Linked DNA regions of Oryctolagus cuniculus: region 1 is linked to region 2. A link is a contact called in public Micro-C data. All regions are on one chromosome and are shown on one strand. The core of a region is the stretch at or near the end of the contact, and the rest is flanking DNA. Distances in the headings are between cores, read along the strand shown.

What was found. A called contact is a pair of places that touch in the nucleus more often than the background predicts.
Region 1: a contact with region 2 is called in a Micro-C map of ear pinna, with 7 times the contacts expected there. The contact joins the promoter of ZNF263 here to the promoter of CLUAP1 in region 2. A contact is called at or near these places in 2 of 6 Hi-C or Micro-C datasets (ear pinna and skin fibroblasts).

What each region holds. Positions count from the first base shown.
Region 1 is chr19:32,181,718-32,184,538 of mOryCun1.1, reverse strand. It overlaps ZNF263 (zinc finger protein 263), which reads left to right and starts at 1,361. Exons shown (of 4, transcript XM_008250644.4): 1 at 1,361-2,570. The coding sequence starts at 2,184.
Region 2 is chr19:32,002,709-32,005,550 of mOryCun1.1, reverse strand. It overlaps CLUAP1 (clusterin associated protein 1), which reads left to right and starts at 1,385. Exons shown (of 12, transcript XM_070064021.1): 1 at 1,385-1,498.

The sequences.
Region 1 (2,821 bases), core at 112-2,611, 180 kb before region 2:
ATCACACGGTTCTGGGCAGTGCCAGGCTAAGAACCCTGGGGTTCAGTGCATCCCTGTAGATCTGTAACCAGCGGGTAACTGTACTCCAATCAGATGTCGGCTAGTCTGTCCCCTGAATACGGGTAGGCCACAAAAAAATACTAATCCTAAGAATGCGCTGGAACAAACCCCGAGCGCCAGCGGTCGCAAGCGGTTGACCTCCATTCGTCCTACTTCAGGGCAGCACTGAAATATTCTTACACATATCCCGCAGCCACTGCCACTGACGGTTCTAAGCCTCGAACGTGCCCTGGCTCATGCAGTCCTCCCCGCACGTTCCCTCAGCTCAGAGAAGGGAACTGCGGTGGGAGCTCCATGCGATTAAGTAACTTGCCTGAGACCATAAAGGCCCGGGACAAGTGGTTTATGAGGTTAGAATCGAGATTTTCTTTTTTGAAATGAGAATGTTTAAAAAACCAGAATGGTCACAGGGAGTTCTGACGTCACGCCTATGCTGCAGTGGTCACAGGGAGTTCTGACGTCACGCCTATGCTGCAGTGGTCACAGGGAGTTCTGACGTCACGCCTATGCTGCAATGGTCACAGGGAGTTCTGACGTCACGTCCGTGCTGCAGGGGCTTCTGGGTTGGCATCTGCATGGCAGCTGCGGGTCTGGTTTCGTCCCTGGAATGGGACAAGGAAAACGCATGCCCAGTCCTCAGTCCACACAGGTGTTCCGAACCAGCCCTGGCTGTCCCCAGGTCCACCCTTCGCCACACTGGCGGCCTTGTGCGACCCGGCCCGGCTGACGGTGCCAACAACAACGTCTGCTTCGTCCAGTGCGCGTCGAGGATCCGCCTGCACGCGAGCAAGCGCTGTGTAGACGGTTACTGGTTGTCCGGATTCGCTCCCAGCGCGCTTCTGTCGGCCTGACCGCCGGTGGAAAGCGTCGCGGCCCTGGACCGCCGCTGCCCGTGGGCAAGAGCTCCAGCTCGCGGCGGGGCAGCCCTCCCCTGGGCGACACGAAGCCTCCACCGGCCCCACGCGTGTCCGTTCGCGCCGCAAGGCGATTCTCACGGCGGAGCCAGCACCGGAGTAACCGGCCCTGGCCCTCGCGGGCCGAGCAGTACACCCACACCCGGAGAGCCAGGGGGGCGCGCCAGGCCCTGAGCGCCCCCCGGAAGCCCCGGAGCCCGCCCGGCCGGCCCCGCTGCCACACACGACCCGGCTGCAGCTGGCTGCGGGCGTAGACGGCGGAGCCGGGGCCGCCAGCGCAGGCGCAGTCGCGGGGTCGCGCCACGGACTCCATCTCCCGGCAGGCCCCGCGCCGGGGGCCGGGGGCCGCGCGCTGTGACGGGTTCGGGGCGGCCCGCGGCCGGGCGTCCACGGGTGTGGAGCGCGCTGCGGAGGCCGCCGACTCCGAAGCCGGACGCGTGGGTCGCGCTTGCCGCTGCCAGCCCAGGGTGCCCGGGACGGTTGGGGGTTGCCCCGGGAAGACGCCATGGGTGGAGCTTAGCCACTCAGTTCCGGATTCTGCCCGCCCCGAACTCTGACGCGGTGGCCCTCGCGCGGCCGGGGCTTGCCATTTTAATAAGCCTTTGTGGGGACCCCTCGTCCAGACCGTCCGCCGGGCACATCCTCCCTTCCCCCCAGCTATTTTCGACTTGGCGGCCCCGCCCATCGCCCCTCCCGGGGCCGCCGGGGACCGCGGGGCTCCTCTCTGATTGGCCCCTCGCTCGTCCCGCCTCCGCAGGCGGACCTCCCCTTCTCATTGGTCGTCGGTGAGTCTGTGGCGAGACCTGATCCAATGGGCGCCGGAGTTTGCAGAAACGTGACCCGGAAGTTGGGCCCAAGCAGGGGCCGTTGGCTTGTGGACGGCTAACTGGCGCCCAGGCACTTCCGGCCTGAGGGCCGAGCCGTCTTTCGTGTGTCCCGGTGCTGGCTGAGGAGCGGGTCGCTCGGGTCTTGCCGCGGGAGCGTCCTGGCGAAGGTGGGCCTGGGCGGCTGGGCGGCGGCACCCGAAGCTTGTTGAGGTGGAGGCGCTGGAGCCAGCTGCGCCCGGCGAGAGCTGGGATCTTCCGCCGGGACCTGGAGCCCCGGGCCCAGCAGCTCCGGCCGGCGCCGCGCACCCTTGCTTGGCGCCGGGATACCTCTCAGAGCGGCCGCATCCGGTTTTAAGGGGCCAGGCGCTCTGGGGTCCTGACAATGGCGTCGGGCCCGAGCTCCCAGGAGCGAGAAGGGCTCCTGATAGTGAAACTGGAGGAGGACTGCGCCTGGAGCCAGGAGCTGCCCCCGCCTGACCCCGGGCCCAGTCCGGAGGCCTCCCATCTGCGTTTCAGACGGTTCCGTTTCCAGGAGGCCGCTGGGCCCCGGGAAGCCCTGAGCCGGCTCCAGGAGCTCTGCCACGGCTGGCTGCGGCCCGAGCTGCGCACCAAGGAGCAGATCCTGGAGCTGCTGGTGCTGGAGCAGTTCCTGACCATCCTGCCCCAGGAGATCCAGAGCAGGGTGCAGGAGTTGCATCCCGAGAGCGGCGAAGAAGCAGTGACCCTGGTGGAGGATATGCAGAGAGAGCTCGGGAGGTTGAGGCAGCAGGTGAGAGCGCGCGAGCTGGCTGCCTGGCCCCGGCGGCGGGGATGTCACCGACCTGGTTGCCCCGAGCTCTGCACGGGGAGCAGGCCTTTTTGTCGTTTGCCCCGGACTCTCCGACCTCCACTTGGTCCCCGCACGGCCGGGGGCGTAGGGCAGAGGCGGCGGGGCTCGGCACCTGGCCAGCGTGAGAAAGCAGCGCGTGAGAGCGCTCACAGGACTGGCTGCAGTCGGTGGTGGAAGCCTGCTGGCCGATG
Region 2 (2,842 bases), core at 136-2,635:
TTTAAGTGTCTGCGTGTTTAACTTTACAAGAAACTATCAATCATTTCCAGAGCAGTTCAGGATGCTCGAAATTCCTTTCAAGTGTTTGGCATTGTCAGAATTGTTTGCTTGTGATTTTAACCATTTTAACAACTTCATAATGGTGTCTTGCTGTTGTTAATGTGTCTTTCCTTAATAACTGGTAATTCTGAGCATCTTTTCATTTGCTTGTTGTTAGTCATCCATATATCTTCTTTTGTGAAGTACCTGTTTAGGTTTTGGTCCATTTGCTAAACGGATTGTCCTGAGTGCTGAGTTCTTTATACACTCCAGATATGAGACCTGGTGTCAGATATGTGTTTTGTGCCTAACATCTCCTAGATGGTGGCTCATCTTTTAGTTTTCTTATATATAGTGTTGTTAAATAAAATTTGTGGGAGTCATGTTAACAGACCAGACCAAGCAGAATGGAGTCCTACATGCGAGGTGCCTCATAATCCCAGTGAACTTGGAAATGGGCAAGCTTCCTCCCAAACAGGAAATTCACACAACCAATTAAAACCGTCAAGCGAGTCAACCCGAGCTAGCATGATAAGGAAATCCCCTGTGCCTTAACCTATACAAGGAAGGTAACCCGAAGTAACCTGATGTTAACCAGCCCGAATTTTCACTGCTGTTTCCTTGCTCCTGCTAAGCTTCCTTACAGAAGCCATGTCCGTTGGAGCACTTTTTTCATAGCAAGGATGAAGCCGCAATCACAAATCCTAGTAACTGACAATCCCATCATTAAGCTCGACTTGTTGAAAAAAAAACTTTTTAAAGATGTACTTCTTTATCTGAATATCAGAGTGCCCAAAGGAGGCAGGGAACTCCCCACATGGCTACAACAGCCAGGGTTGGGCCAGGCTGAAACCAGGAGCCAGGAATTCCATCCTGGTCTCCGGCTCGGGTGCCAGGTGCCTAAGCATTTCAGCCATCATCCGCTGCCTTTCCAGGCACACTGGCAGGAAGCCGCATCAGGAATGGAGCAGCCAGGACTTGAACGGGCGCCCCCAACGGAAGATAGCGCCGAAGCACAACCGTGGCTCTTGAACGTTCGTTTCTAAGCTGAGGAGCATACGTGTTGTATTATCGACGAAGTCCAACCTATCCTGAGAGAATCTGTTTAGGGAAAATGCTTCGGTATATTATATACTCATAAAACAGCTTGCTCAATCCAGGTTTCCTTCTAGAAAACGTAGTTTCAGGTTCTACACGTAGGCTTGCGGCACTTTAATTCCGTATACAGGGCCAGGTTGAGAAGGGGTCAGTTGTTCGCATGTGGGTTCCACAGCTCCTCGCGGAAGGTTATCCTCGCGCCACCACAGGCCTCAGTCGCTCAGTCCGGCACGGGACGCGTCGCCTCAGCAACCGCCCGGGTGCAGGGCGTGCCCGGAGGCCCCTGCGCCCGCGCGGGGCCGCCTTCCTCCCCGTCCACTCGTCCAGGTTCCTGTCATCTCACCATCCCCGCCCGTTCCAGGTACGGCTTCCGGTTAGGCACTCTGTGGGGACCGACCCTCGTGCTGGCCGGATGTCCCGCCAGAAGGGGCCGCGGGTGCAGGGACAAACGTCGGCGCGCGCAGCCTCCAGCCGATTTCCGGCTTGTCGCGAAGGCCAGGCGGCTGCGCATGCGCGGTCGGGACGAGCCGCCTTCGCTCGTGAACGCGGCGTCGTCGTTCGACGGTTCCGGAGGAGGGGCGCGAGGCCAAGCCTTCCACACAGGACGTAGAGGCAAAGCACTGTGCGTAGCACGCAAGAAGGACACGCGGCCCGGGAGTACATCGTTTATGGAAGGGAGAAGCAGTCTGTGAAGCCCCTGTCAGGCGCGCCAGCCGGGGCCACGTGTCCGTGTCGCCCTCGGCGTCCTCGCAGCGCCCCCTACGGCCCTCTTTGTGCGCCTGCGCCCGCCGCCGCGTTTCGGCTCGCGCCTTGTTTGGCCCCGGCCGCGCGCCGTCCCGGGCTCCGTGCGTTGCCATGGAGACCGGCGAGGCCCGGGGCTGCGGGCGGCGGGAGCGAGCGGCGGCGACCTGAGGCGCCGGGGGACGGAGGCAGCATGTCTTTCCGCGACCTCCGCAGTAAGGCGGCGCCTCGGCCCGGGCCTCGCGCGTCTCCCTGAGGCTGGGGGGCCCCTCTGCCGGCCGCGTGCGCCTGGGGCCTCGGCCCCGTCTTCAGACATGTCGTGGAAGGCGGAGCTTTAAAAGAGGAGTTTGCCAGGGCGCAGAAGCGTTTTGGGGAAATCCGTGCGGTTCTTCCGCGAACTTTCCGCAGAGCCCGCCCCGCCCCCGGCTCTGCCTGTGGCGGTGGAAGGCTCTCGGCCTGCCCCCGGGCCGCGCGCGGCTGGTGCTCCAGTTGCCGCGTTGGGGATTCCCGGGAGAACGCAGGGGCTGTTCGGGGTGGGGGTGGGAAAGCCAGGAGAGCGGAGAGGGCGCTGGGGGATGATCGTGTTGGGCTTTAGGGCCTGCCGGGGGCTGCCGCGGGTGGAGCAGAGCCTGGCGTGGATTGCTGTGTGCGTGGAGGCCCCGAGCCCCGCCGGCCAGGGGGCGCGGGCGGGCGGGTGCCGGGACCCGCCGGTTACGTTCCGGCTGGTCGCCGTCGAGGGGAGGTGGGCTCGTGTGACCTGGAGCTAGGCCTGGGAGGAAGCGGAGGCGAAGGCTTAGGACCGAGCGACGCTGTGTGCTGTGTCTCTCTGCGGGCTCCCCCTGCGCAGGGGGTCCTGACAGGCCTCTCCCTGAGGTCAGCTCGCAGAGGACAGCGTGTGTCACGTGGAGGACGGTGCTCCCCTGAGATTTTGTCACCGAGCAGTGCCGCCGTCCCGCTTTTTAGA